4 separate regions of the Mus musculus genome follow, and regions 1, 2 and 3 are each linked to region 4. Evidence: chromatin contacts called from public ChIA-PET and HiChIP or PLAC-seq data. All regions are on one chromosome and are shown on one strand. The core of a region is the stretch at or near the end of the contact, and the rest is flanking DNA. Distances in the headings are between cores, read along the strand shown. Region 1 overlaps Dnah6 (dynein, axonemal, heavy chain 6). Region 2 has its middle 13 kb from the start of Gm31547. Region 3 overlaps Dnah6 (dynein, axonemal, heavy chain 6). Region 4 holds the start of Suclg1 (succinate-CoA ligase, GDP-forming, alpha subunit).

Evidence for each region. ChIA-PET counts read pairs in DNA pulled down with a chosen protein or histone mark. HiChIP or PLAC-seq counts read pairs in DNA pulled down with a chosen protein or histone mark.
Region 1: a contact with region 4 is called in an H3K27ac HiChIP or PLAC-seq map of acute myeloid leukemia, with 2.2 times the contacts expected there. The contact joins the enhancer-like site here to the promoter of Suclg1 in region 4. A contact is called at or near these places in 2 of 39 promoter capture datasets (stem cell-derived epiblast-like cells and trophoblast stem cells), 1 of 15 datasets of contacts at CTCF or cohesin (the NIH/3T3 cell line), 12 of 484 Hi-C or Micro-C datasets (the BV-2 cell line, the F1.1 cell line, the G1E-ER4 cell line and 8 more), 9 of 115 datasets of contacts at active chromatin or transcription factors (acute myeloid leukemia, bone marrow-derived macrophages, embryonic stem cells and 1 more) and 1 of 9 other capture datasets (embryonic stem cells).
Region 2: an RNA polymerase II ChIA-PET map of memory CD8 T cells shows a contact between it and region 4, with 160 read pairs. The contact joins the enhancer-like site here to the promoter of Suclg1 in region 4. A contact is called at or near these places in 2 of 39 promoter capture datasets (neural stem cells and stem cell-derived epiblast-like cells), 1 of 15 datasets of contacts at CTCF or cohesin (the NIH/3T3 cell line), 11 of 115 datasets of contacts at active chromatin or transcription factors (bone marrow-derived macrophages, effector CD8 T cells, embryonic stem cells and 3 more) and 3 of 9 other capture datasets (adipose tissue, embryonic stem cells and pancreatic islet).
Region 3: a contact with region 4 is called in an H3K4me3 HiChIP or PLAC-seq map of bone marrow-derived macrophages, with 2.9 times the contacts expected there. The contact joins the enhancer-like site here to the promoter of Suclg1 in region 4. A contact is called at or near these places in 4 of 39 promoter capture datasets (cranial neural crest, embryonic stem cells, hippocampal neurons and 1 more), 1 of 15 datasets of contacts at CTCF or cohesin (the NIH/3T3 cell line), 29 of 484 Hi-C or Micro-C datasets (the AML12 cell line, B cells, the C2C12 cell line and 20 more), 10 of 115 datasets of contacts at active chromatin or transcription factors (bone marrow-derived macrophages, embryonic stem cells, stem cell-derived neural progenitor cells and 1 more) and 2 of 9 other capture datasets (embryonic stem cells and liver).

What each region holds. Positions count from the first base shown.
Region 1 is chr6:73,058,326-73,061,529 of GRCm38.p6, reverse strand. Dnah6 (dynein, axonemal, heavy chain 6) reads left to right here. Exons shown (of 77, transcript NM_001164669.1): 61 at 1,230-1,463. Among named protein-coding and RNA genes, the nearest start is that of Gm20560, 48 kb to the right of the region's middle. Within about 2 kb of position 1,574, at least 11 of the 459 cell types and tissues checked have an H3K27ac peak or open chromatin away from gene starts, as enhancers often do. A contact at or near this core is called in the HPC-7 cell line and acute myeloid leukemia, where this site is marked.
Region 2 is chr6:72,992,267-72,995,291 of GRCm38.p6, reverse strand. No RefSeq gene overlaps it. Among named protein-coding and RNA genes, the nearest start is that of Gm31547, 13 kb to the left of the region's middle. Within about 2 kb of position 1,366, at least 62 of the 459 cell types and tissues checked have an H3K27ac peak or open chromatin away from gene starts, as enhancers often do. A contact at or near this core is called in effector CD8 T cells and memory CD8 T cells, where this site is marked.
Region 3 is chr6:73,017,754-73,020,614 of GRCm38.p6, reverse strand. It overlaps Dnah6 (dynein, axonemal, heavy chain 6), which reads left to right. Exons shown (of 77, transcript NM_001164669.1): 77 at 2,770-2,861. It overlaps Gm20560 (a long non-coding RNA gene), which reads right to left. Exons shown (of 4, transcript XR_001785283.2): 2 at 2,806-2,861. Among named protein-coding and RNA genes, the nearest start is that of Gm20560, 7.3 kb to the right of the region's middle. Within about 2 kb of position 1,559, at least 5 of the 459 cell types and tissues checked have an H3K27ac peak or open chromatin away from gene starts, as enhancers often do. A contact at or near this core is called in bone marrow-derived macrophages, where this site is marked.
Region 4 is chr6:73,246,898-73,249,786 of GRCm38.p6, reverse strand. Suclg1 (succinate-CoA ligase, GDP-forming, alpha subunit) reads right to left here and starts at 1,282. Exons shown (of 9, transcript NM_019879.3): 1 at 1,034-1,282. The coding sequence starts at 1,130. It overlaps Gm38834 (a long non-coding RNA gene), which reads right to left and starts at 1,024. Exons shown (of 2, transcript XR_869182.3): 1 at 404-1,024.

The sequences.
Region 1 (3,204 bases), core at 325-2,824, 190 kb after region 4:
ACCATTGTGGCAGCAGGTAGTCAGACAGGGCCCTGGAGGAGTGGCTGAGAACTTACATCAAGCACAAGGCAGAGAAAGAACTGCCTGGGAAGGGGAGAACTTTTGAAACACCCACGCCTCCTAATCCTTCCCATTAGCCAGACGTAAATTCATTTCACACTAAAATCCTTTAGGGTGCTCTACAATTTAATGTTTTATTTTTGGCACCAAAGACACTACATTTCCCTGAGCTCTCACCCGTCGGTGCAACTTCCCAGGCTTTTAAAGAAAACTCACTGTCTGGGGCACAAGGCTCAGTGGTAAGAGTGTTTATCCTAGCATGTGTGAGACCTGAGGTTCAGTACCCCCCACCAACAAAAAAAGTCCTATCTCCCATTACTGCTAGGCACGGTGGAGCACACTATAGTCATATAGTGAGAGAGGCTTCACTTGGGAGAGGCTGAGACAGAAGACATTTGAGCTTAAGGACAGCTTGTACTACCTAGTAAGCTCGAGGCAAGCCTGGACTGTGTTAGCCTGAGCCTGTCTCAGGAAGTCTGGGACTGAAGAGAGCTTGGAAGTAGAGCTCTTGCCCACACGTCAAGGTTCCATCCCCAGCACTGAAAGAACACTAACTCAAAGTGGCCTCCTCTTGCCTTGTGAGGGCATCAAAATAACCATGCTAGTAATTCACCAACCAGAATGACAAGGGGCTATCACAGTTGTCTACAATAGCACTGTTCTTGCCCTAAGCCCTGCTAACCAGGGAGCACGTGGACCTGGCTCAGATGTCACCAGAAATGCATAGGGCCATCTCCAACCTCCCATCCCTCGTCCTGAAGCACCACCATCTCCACTGCCTTCCCAGTAGAATGGGACATCTTTGAGCATGGGAGCTACTTTCACAACCTCCAGACAGGAAGTAGGATGGGAGGCTCCTTTAAAGTCAGCCTCCTGGGCCGACAGGATGACTGAACAGGTAGAGAGTTTACAGTGTGAGTTGTTGATGTGAAGGAAGCTGCTGCCGAATTCCGTGTTATGAGCATCATTAAGAGTCTGTCTTTGGTCCATTTCTTTAAAGTGAGGTGGGGGTGGTGCCGAAGACGAATCTCACACACTGCGTTGAGATCTAGATTTGTTTTTCTCCAGTGTTTGCTTGTCACATGGCTCAGTGAATGTCAAAATGGGAAAGAGGGGAGGAACTGGAGTTTTTGCTTCACAGCAAGCTTGTCAAAACCTTCCTTCCTCAGTTGTTCAACACAACAATCGAAACATCTGAGAAGAGTGACAACCTGCATGAACGCCTGAAAATCCTCCTGCAGCAGACCCTCCTCACTGCCTACACCAATGTGTCTCGGGGACTCTTCGAGCAGCACAAACTCATCTACAGCTTCATGCTCTGTGTTGACATCATGCGCGAGCATGAGCAGCTAACGGAGGCCGAGTGGAATTTCTTCCTCCGAGGTTCTGCAGGGATGGAGAAGGTACCTGGGACGCACCAAAGGGGGTGGGGGATGCCCTCCCACCTATTAACCTATGTGTTACTTCTCTTACTGTTGTGACCAGAGAGTGACCAATACTTGACAGGAAGCAATTTGAGGAAGTGTTCACTAGAACTCAACAAAGGGCACACAAGTCTATCACTGGGGAGGGGGTGGTTGTAGCAGGAAGCGCGTGATCACTTTGTATCCATAGTCAGGAAGCAGAGCAAGGGCTAGAAGTGGAGCAGGCTAAAAGGTTGAAAGCAACATGTGGCTGTAAGTGATAACATCTGTGTGAGTTTGAATGCTCTCCTGGATCAGTTAGGAGTCAGTTAAGTAAACATCAGGACCCACCCACCCCCAGTGACCCATTTCCTCCAGCAAGACTCTACCTCTCCCTTGGGAGTCAGAGGCAGGTGGATTTCTGAGTTCGAGGCCAGCCTGGTCTACAGAGTGAGTTCCAGGACAGCCAGAGCTACACAGAGAAACCCTGTCTCGAAAAACAAAACAAAGCAAAACCAAACAAAACAAGACTCTACCTCCTAAAGCCTCTACAAACCCACTTGCCCAAAGTACCGACCACTAGAGACCAACTGTTCAAACAGGAGGACTAGTGAGTGTCATTTCATATGCAATCCACAACAGCACACAGTCACCTGACAATAGTCAGGAGGCCAGGTTACAGCTCAACTGTAACCAGCAGGCTGTAGAATTTGGTTGATAGCTTGCCTGCTGTGTAGCGTTGTCCTCGCCGTAGAAAAGGGTTATTAGGCATAGCCATTGAGCCAGAATTTAATTACCTGTGAAACTAAGAGCTGGTTCAGTAGTTCAAAGTGCTTGCCACTACTCCAGAGGACCAGACTGAGTTCCCAATACTCACACTTGATAGCTGTCACTGCCTGCCATTCCAACTCCAAAGGATTCAATGTCCTCTTCTGGCCCCTGGGTACCTGCACACAGTGCACATACACATACAAACACACAATTTAAAAGATGAAAAGAAAGGCAACTATCTTACAAATGTGAAGAGTTTTCTCAGATGGGGGCTCGGAGAAACTAAAGAACTTTCCAGAACACATTAACGCGTGGGAGAGACCGATCCAAATGTGTCTGAGCCTCTATAGTCCACGTCTATTCCATTGCTTACTGCTGTTCCTCATGAGTAGCATATTTAAAAGAAGTTTAAAATCCATCAAATTCAAAGCTTTAAAAATATCCAGAAATCAAAATTAATTAATTCATTAACTAATTGACTAGTTAACTAATCAATTAAAGGCCAGGCTTAGTGGCACACACTTTTAATCCCAGCATATGGAGGTATGTGCCGAGGTAGGTGGATCTCTAAGTTCAAGGCCAACCTGGCCTACATAGCAACTTCCAGGAGAGCCAGAGCGACATCGTATGACCCTCTCAAAAATGAGCAAGCACAGAAATCCTACTTAGACATTTCTCAGAAGGTTTTAAAACTAAACTTTTCCTTCTCTCATAAAAGAATTAAGATGAAAGGTGAGTGATTTTTTTTTTTAATGTTTGGAGCAACAAAATGGCTCATGGATTTAAGGCACTTACTGCCAAACCTGATGACCTGAGTTCAATCCTCAAGACCCACATGACAGAAGGGAACAAATGAGTCCCACAAACTTACCTCTGACCGCCACATGTGCATCAGGGCTGGTGCGCACCCACATGGATCCACACATGCATGCACACACAATAGATAGATAGATAGATAGATAGATAGATA
Region 2 (3,025 bases), core at 117-2,616, 250 kb after region 4:
CCTTCCCCCACTCAAAGAACAGCAGGGAGGACAAGGAGCTCAGAAGCAATGTCTCTCTGCAGGGGGAGAAACTGAGGCTTTCAAAGATCTACAGTCCTCTCTCTAAAGTTGCCATTAAGTGGCCCAAGAACCAGGTTCTATTACATTCTACTTATTTATTTGTCTATTTGTTTATTTGTCTGTTTATTATATATAATGTTGGGGGCAGGGAACACGTATCAGGATGCATATGTGGAGGTCAAAGGACAACTTCCCAGAGTCAGATCTCTCATTCCACCATGTGGGTCCCAAAGATGGAACTCAGGCTGTCAGGCTTGGTGTTGAGCATCTCTGTCCATTGAACCATCTTGCCAGCCCACAGGCTTTAAAGAACTTACCACGAGGCCTTACCATGCATACGGCTGTGCTTGCGATTCATTGTCTTTTGGCAATTAATGTTCTATTAAGTCGACCCAAGTGACACACATCTATAGTCCCAGCTAGTCTGGAAACAGGCAGGTGGATTTCTCAAGCCCAGAAATTCAGGGCCTTCCTGGGTAACAAAGCAGGGTTCCAACTCAAAAGAGAAAAAAAAAAAAAACTTTATTCAATGTACTGTCATTCAAGAGCTCTAGCTGAGCCTGGATCTTACAAGACTCTACTCAGCAACCCTTCCTGACCCCAGGAGACCTGCCCAAGAAACACTACACTAACATCAGTGAAGCCTTGGGGTACCAGCTTTCCCCAGCTTAGATTTACACAATTCACAAGCTTTTCTGCTTTTTGTACCTAGAGTGTGTGTGTGTCCCAGCTTAGATTTACACAATTCACAAGCTTTTCTGCTTTTTGTACCTAGAGTGTGTGTGTGTGTGTATGTGTGTATTATATATATATATGTATGTGATTATGTAATATACATATATATAAATGTATGTGTGAGTGAGTGGTTTCAGTGTCCACAGAGGTCGGAAGAGGGAGGACATCAGATCCTCTGGACTTAGAGTTACAGGCAAATGTTCTTAACTGCTGATCCATGTCTCCAAACACTCTAAAGTTGTATATTCATATATTCAAATATATATTTGCCAAGCTGGTATATATATATCTGTGACTTTGAGGCCAGCTTGGTCTACATAGTGAGTTCCAGGACAGCTAGGGATGTTATACAGAGAAACCCTGTCTAGGGGAGAAGAAAAAAAGCTGCCATGTGTGTAAAAGTTCAAAAGTTACATTTTAGTAAATAAACTGAGCCAAGTGCAGTGACAGTCTCAAGATTAGCCAACGTCAGTACATAGCAAGTTTGAAGCTAGTCTAGGCTACATGAGACGCTGTCTCAAAAAAGTTGGGGGGAGGGGGGGCTCTGGATGTTGGTAGAGTGCCTGGTGTGCACAAAGCCCTGATTTTATACCCCCCACATCCTCAATGCATAACACAGGGTTGGGTGGCACACCACTGTAACGCAGTGCAGGAGAGGCTGAGACCAGAGAGCCAAAGTTCTCAGTCATTCTCTAATACTCGGTGAGTCTGAAGCCAACCTGTGATCCATGAGATTGGGGAAGGAAGTCAGGGATGAAGAGGAGGAGAAAGGAAATAGAGAAAAGAAAGGAACCTTACCGTACAGGCTCCTTCAACTTACGCAGTTCTGTTCTGACAAACAGAACACCTGCCTCACTCCTGAAGCACAGCCACCGTCCTGAGGGCTATAGATACTGCTCTACCAGGCACGGCCTCAGCCACACAGGCAGGAAGACAGCCTCTGGGCCTCTAATCTGCAGTTCTTATCTTGCCTCTGCCGGGTGCCAAAGCCCCAGCCCAGAGCACTGACTGAACAGGTGTGTCTGCCTCTGCTGCCCTCAGACCCAGATCCTCAGCCGCAGGACAGTCTGTCTCCACAAACACAATCCACTAGCCCACTTCAGCATGACTCCCGTCCCCACATGCTAGGAACAAAAGCTGTGAACCTCAGTAGTTAAAAGAGAACAAAACTGAAAACATATCCCTTCTAAACCGCGTGGCAACAGTCCTCAAAAGAGAAAGACTTGCCTATGGCTGACTGAGACACAGGAAGCCACACCCTCAAGTCTTAGATTTGTAAGACACCTGTATAGTGCACAAAACAAAAAGCAAGGTTCCACAGGGGTACCTGGAGCCTTTGGCTCCTTGCATCCCAGGACCTATAGCACCTGTGTTTTCCCAAAATGACACCCAGCCACAGTGATATCACAACAAACTAGCCATGAGTTCCCCTTTTCATTCCATCCACGTTCACTGAGCACCTATTACTTCCAGACACTGAGAATACAGATGCAAATGCAATGGACAAGAACCCATTCAAGATCACGTAGCTGGGACGGGAAGGCAGCAAGCATCATTTTTAGCAGATCGGATTAAGTGCTACAGAGAAAACAAGCAAGGAAATAGACAAGAAGGATGAATTTGATCAGCAAAGGGCACATCATGAAACATGTGAGTCAAGAAGACTAGACAGAAGTAAAGGGGCATGCTTGTGGATAGATGGGGAAGAACTTTCCAAAAGAAGGAAGATCAAGAGAAAAGCTAGCAGACGAGAAAAGCAAGGATCAGTCAAGGGGTCTGTCCTCGTAGTGCTGTTGGGATTGTTTGTTGTTCGTGGCTTGATCTCTGCATCCTAGACTAGCCTCAAACATTCAGCGGAGGGTGATCCGGAAGCTGACTCTCCTTTCTGTATCCCTAACGTGCTGAGATTACCAGCATGTACTGCCAGGCACTCCCATTTTATGCCTTGCTGGGGATAGAACCCAAGGCTTCATGCAGGCTCTAAGCCAATGCTCTACCAACTGAGCTACATCCCCAGCCCCTGTTTGAATATTGTTAAAGAACAGATAGATGCAAGCTAACAAATGTTCAGGAAAAAAAAAATCCTGTAATACCTGAAGCCAGGTAAGGCTCAGACCTCTCTAATGCTTAAGCCAAGCAAGCTTACAAGCATATGGGCCTGCAGAATTGGATCCTTATTGCTGCACTGAATTGGAAACCAGACTCCAGAACTTTTATTCTGGGGTCTAAA
Region 3 (2,861 bases), core at 310-2,809, 230 kb after region 4:
CATGAGATGTGAGCCGGGGCGAGGGCTCAGTGGTAAAGGCTCTCGTCACCAAGCCTAACAACCTGAGTCTGGTCCCCAAGGCCCACATGATGCTAAGAGAGAATGGAACATTTTACAGTGGCCTGGACCTCCATCAGGAAGCGGGTGAGCATCTGATTGACTTTTTAGGATGTGGCAATTATTAAAACCATTCCATTAGGGGTTGGTTAAGCATTTTAAAAATTGGTTATTAAGCTTCAAGTGTCTACCAATGATTTAATATAAAATTTTATTTTTATGTAATAGTGTACATTTTATTTTATGTAATAGTATACATGTGAGTAAATGTAGTAGCGTCTTTTGGCCAGAAGAGGGCGTTTAAACCTGAGCGTGAGCTCATCCCTGTGCCTAAACCTTCTTCCTTCACAAAGATAGGAGATTCTGGGACTCCTAGTGGAACCAACCTGTTTGTGTCAACAAATATATTGTAGTGAGTGGCAAAGAGGCAGATTTATAGTTACAATTTTAATTTATTGTTAAAAGTGATTTAGGACACACATCATTGCTGTGGAGTGTGGCCCTTATTTAAACTCTGAATCTAAGTAACTGTCAAGTACCAATATAACATATACATATATATATGTGTGTATATATATATATATATGTGTATATATATATGTGTGTATATATATATGTGTGTATATATATATGTGTGTGTGTGTATATATATGCATATATATACATACAGTGTGTGTGTATAATGAGTTTATACATGTATGTATGCACACTAGAAAAATTTGAACAGCTCTTAGAAAGTAATATTTTAGCTATGATATTTGTGCCTTTAATAGTCAGGATTTAGAGACACATACCAAAATAGATGCAGCAAAAGTTTTTACGTAATATTTCTTCAAAATAATCTACAAGGCATGTGAAGTGTGTATCATGAGATGGATAAGGAAGGACCATTTATGCTTTAATTTTTTTTTCCACAAAAAAAGAAAAGCTAAGCATGATCAAACATGAACAGTGAACCCAGCTAACCTCTGAGAGCGCTCTAACAATTTCTCAGTCTGGTTTAGAACAACACAATAGTACTGTTTTCAAGGCAAGCTGAATTAAAGGCGGTCCAAGTCTCTTGTTAACTGTAGCAGCATGAAGAAGGACGAAAGCAGGTTCCCATTGTGATGAACACCTGAATTATTCTCAGATGTAAAACATGTTTCCTCACTAAGGGGTCCCCATCCACCCCCAGAGTAAGTTCAGCTAAGCCCCTGCGGTGCAGGCCCTGGTCCTGCCTGCAGACAGCAGCTTTGGTGAGCAGGTTCTGTAGTTCTAAAGCCCATTAAATCCCTTCTGTGGGAACACAGCCTTTATTTCTGCATCCTTTTCTTTCTCATTCATCCATCCATCTGTTTTGAGCCGGTCTCACTATCACTACGTAGCCCTGGCAGTTTGGAACCTGCCACGTAGTCCAAGCTGGGCCTCCAGCTCATAGAGATCCACATGTCTATGCCTGCCCAGCACTGTCCTTAACCTTCCAGTCACGCTCCATCCCTCTGTAGTAAGCAGCCAGCCTTTGCTTTCTTGAACGGCAGTCCACTACACAGCATGTGTGTCATGGCCATCCTGTTTGTCAGAAGCACAAGACCTCTGACATCAGCCCTCCAGGATGTCGGCGTAGGGCACGTGACATGAGACACACACACATGTCTGTCCCAATCATCTACCCCTTGGAGGTGCTTCTTGTCTAACTGTGAGCCAAGCAGATTGGACAGTAAATCCCTTAGTAGGGCGCCGGGAGGTTGAGTGGGAGGGGATTTTGGAAGGCAGCTACACTCATTTCTGGCCAACAGGGAATTGATTCTGCTTAAACCCAGTCAGTGGATGCAGGGGTTTAGTTGTATCCTGAGTCTTCCTCCAGACCCAGGGAAGGCCTCACATACTCCAGGCACTGATTGCCTGCATTGGGCCGGCACCCATAGAAGCATGGAGACAAATTTCTGGACTGCATAAAACCAGTAAATACACAGGGAAGGTGTCTAGAGCGGCTTGCCATGCTGTGGCACTGGAAAGCCAGGAATCCAATGGGCCAGAAAGGTGAAAAGGTAGAGGCACCCTCTGCTGGGTCCGAGGCTGCCTTCCCTGATGTCCATTCCACACCGATGGAATCTGAGAGAGTGGTGCAGAAGGAGCCATCGCCATCCGAGGGCACCATCTTCTTCTCAGTGGCCCCGTAGACAGCCACAGAAGGGAAAGAACTCCTGAAGAGTGACTTGCTGCACAGAACGGTTACACACTGAAGACAAAATGCCTGTCCCCGTACCTGTTCATCCCAGGAGCCCAAGAGTTTTCCAGTGTAGGATGGAGTGAAGGAAGGGCAGATAAATAGACGACCACATGTATAGATGCCCTACCTACCATTAGAAACCCCTAAGTCAGGCCTGAATCTCAGCCCAATGCTCCTAGGTTCAACCTACAGAAAACCTGAAACATACTCAGGAAGATATAAGCTCTAAGCCAGAGAGGCCTCAAAGCACCATGTATTCCAAAATCTCCTTTCTTATCGCCCAAAACTAGAACCTTCAGAGGGCTGTGCCCAGCATCTTCAGGTTCAGCCAGGTCTGGAGCTAGAGCCTCTTGACTCTCAGTAATCTTATCTCCGTGAATCCAGAGGTTACTGTTTAAATAACATCTCTTCTTTCCCACCCTGCCCACCCCCACCACCCCACCCCCACCACCACCCCCACCCTCCCACCACCCCACCACCACCCCCATATCATTTCTCAGGCCATTCAACCAACTTTGTGGTGACTGTCCTCTTACCCTCCAAGAGGATCAGTGATTACTGGATCTCCAAGGGGTCAGCGTTGCTCTGCCAG
Region 4 (2,889 bases), core at 33-2,532:
CTGACAACCAATCACTCATCACAGTTTTAATCGGCAATCATTTCTCCTGTTAGTGATAGGCAGGACAATGCTCTGCTTCACAAACCAAGCTATTACTTGAGAGATGTTTGTTTGTTTGTTTGTTTAGTAGGCTTTTGTTTGTTTCATTTCGTTTTGTTTTCAAGACAGGGTTTCTCTGTGTAACAGCTGTGGCTCTCTTGGGACTCATTTTGTAGACCAGGCTGGCCTCGAACTCACAAAGACCCGCATACCTGCCTCTGCCTCCCAAATGCAGGAATTAAATGTGTGGGCCACCACATCCATCGAGAAATCACTTTTTAAAAAAAGACTATTATACACATACGAATGATTGGCCAGACTTCAAAAACGACATGACCGGTTCCCAAGCTGTTTCCTATCGTACCTAACACAGAGACTTTGAACGCAGCACTACTTTTCAAGAGTCAGCATTGCAGGATAGCAACCCTGGGAGATTGGTTCTCAGAAACTGAGGTGTTCATTGGAGTCTCGTAAAGAGCGACACATCATTGGTCAGCTTCCAAGCTCCTACGGGGCCACGTTGACTCTGGGTGCAGAAACCACCTTTCCGTTGGCCCTACCACTTCAACAGAACGGTCAACTCCAAGTGCAGAATCTTTCGGGACAAATTACAACCTCTTCAACCCGGGGGCTCACACTCCCAGCAGAGTTCATCCTGGACCTCTTTAGCCTTGGCTCCAAGTAAGGGCCAGCCCAGAGGCCACCTCCACCTCACCCCCCCCCCCCCGCCTCCACACACACACACCCCGTCACCGAGGGAACTAGGATATTGTTGCCGTGTCTGCAGGGCGCCCTGCGAAGTGCATCGGCCGATCCACGACCCCATCGGACAAAGCCCCCTCCACCCCCGAGGTCTGCCACTGGCGTTTGGACCGGTGGCTCCCTCGCCCCTTCCGAGGGCCCGCCCGGAAGAGCCCGGACACCGCCGGGGCCAGAATCAGGAACCCGAGGTCTACGCAAGCATGGAGGACAGAGCCGGGCCGGCACGACTCACGGAGGAAGGTGCGCGACAACAGGCGGGCGGCGGCGAGGCCGCTGCTGCTGGAGACCATGGTTGCAGTGGCAGCCGCAGCAACTACTGTTGCGGTCATCCCCCAATGACACTCTCAGGACCCCGGGACCTTGGCATGGGCTCAGGCTCGCGCAGAAAGGTGTCTAGAGGAGTAGCCTGAATATCTTACGCTCCTCGGAGTCTCTTCTCAAACAGTGAACGTTACAAGTGGAAAAGAACAAGAAGGATGACGTTTGAAAAGCAAACAATAGCTCTGTTCTTTAGTAGATGTGGGCTTGGGTAACCATAAACATAACGGCAATGTGTGGGACAGCCCATGAGAGGCCCGGCCGGCGCGTGGTGTTGTGGGAAATGTATTTTTTTTCCGAGTAAGCAGCGTGCTGAAAGGGAAGGGGTTGGAAGCGATTTAAACTCCGGCGTGGGCGCCCAGGAAAAGCCGTGACAAACGCTGAGGGGAGGCGCCGGCAGCAATGCTATGTGCCAGACCGTGATCCTGCACTTTGTTTTTTTCTGACCTGTTACAGAGAAGATTGTACTCCTCTTGTCCTCCCTGTACGGTTCCGGAAATTATCCGCACTAGTGGCCGGCAAAAGAAAAAAGGAAAAGTGACCAAATACTTAAAATTAAAAAGCCCCTTAGCTGACAGTTTCCTGAAGCAGGAATCTCTTTATTAAACAAACTGGCGCACTGCCTTCGACTAATGCTAATTATTTACTAATGCTAATTATGCCTCTTTCTAAAATCCTAAGGACTACAACTCGAGATCAAATAGGATTTGTGCCCAATTGGAACAAATTATTCACTCCACTCTTTTAAAACCTTAGCAAGTCCTTGAGCCAAAGCACCACGTTTCTTGTCTAAAACCGCGTTCCTAAGATTCCTTATCAGTATAATCAATAAAGTTATTTTAGCTCAGTAAGGTCGTCATTATAATTCGCACCATTCTCATGTGTACTTGTCTTGTAGATCCTGCCCTTGTGGTAAAGTTAAATATCAGTGCTTTCCAAATAGGTCCAGTGTGAACATTTTTTTAAAGATTTATTTATTTACTTATTATGTACAGTGTTCTGTCTGCAGTATGTCTGTGAGCCAGAAGAGGGCACCAGATCTCATTACACTTGGTTGTGAGCCACCATGTGGTGGCTGGGAATTGAACTCATGGACCTCTGAAAGAACAACCAGTGTTCTTAACCTCTGAGCCATCTCTCCAGCCCGCGAACAATGGTTTTAAGGAGGAAATTTTTCACTGAATCTTTACTTAATAATTAAGCATTTTGTTTCATTTATTTAACAAAATGTGTAATACATAGTATATATAACATATAGTATAGATTGTAAATATGTGTGTGTGTACACTATATTGACAACATTATGCTGATTGGACCAAGTGAGTAGTGGATAGCAGCCAGTTTGAATTCATGGGTAACACGTAAATTCAACCAAAATTCAAGAACCTTCTAACTCAGTGAAATTCTTAGGAGTGCAGTGGTTTGGGGCATGCAGAGCTATCCTTCTATTGTAAAGTTATTGTGTCTGGCCCCTCCCACTGGAAAGAAGCACGGTGTTTACTGAGCCTGTTTGGATTTTGGATGCAGCACCCTCTTCACTTGGGTGTGTGACTCCAGTCCATAGTGACTCAGAAAGCTACTAACTTTAAGTGGGGCCTGGAGCAAGAGAACGCTCTTGAAGAAGTCCAGACTGTTGTGCAAGCAAGCACACTACCACTTGGCTCAGGTGATCCAGCAGACCCAATGGTACTTGAGATCTCAGTGACAGGCAGGGATGCTGTCTGGAGCCTTTGGCAGGCCCCTAGGTGAGTCACAGAAGAGACCTTTGGA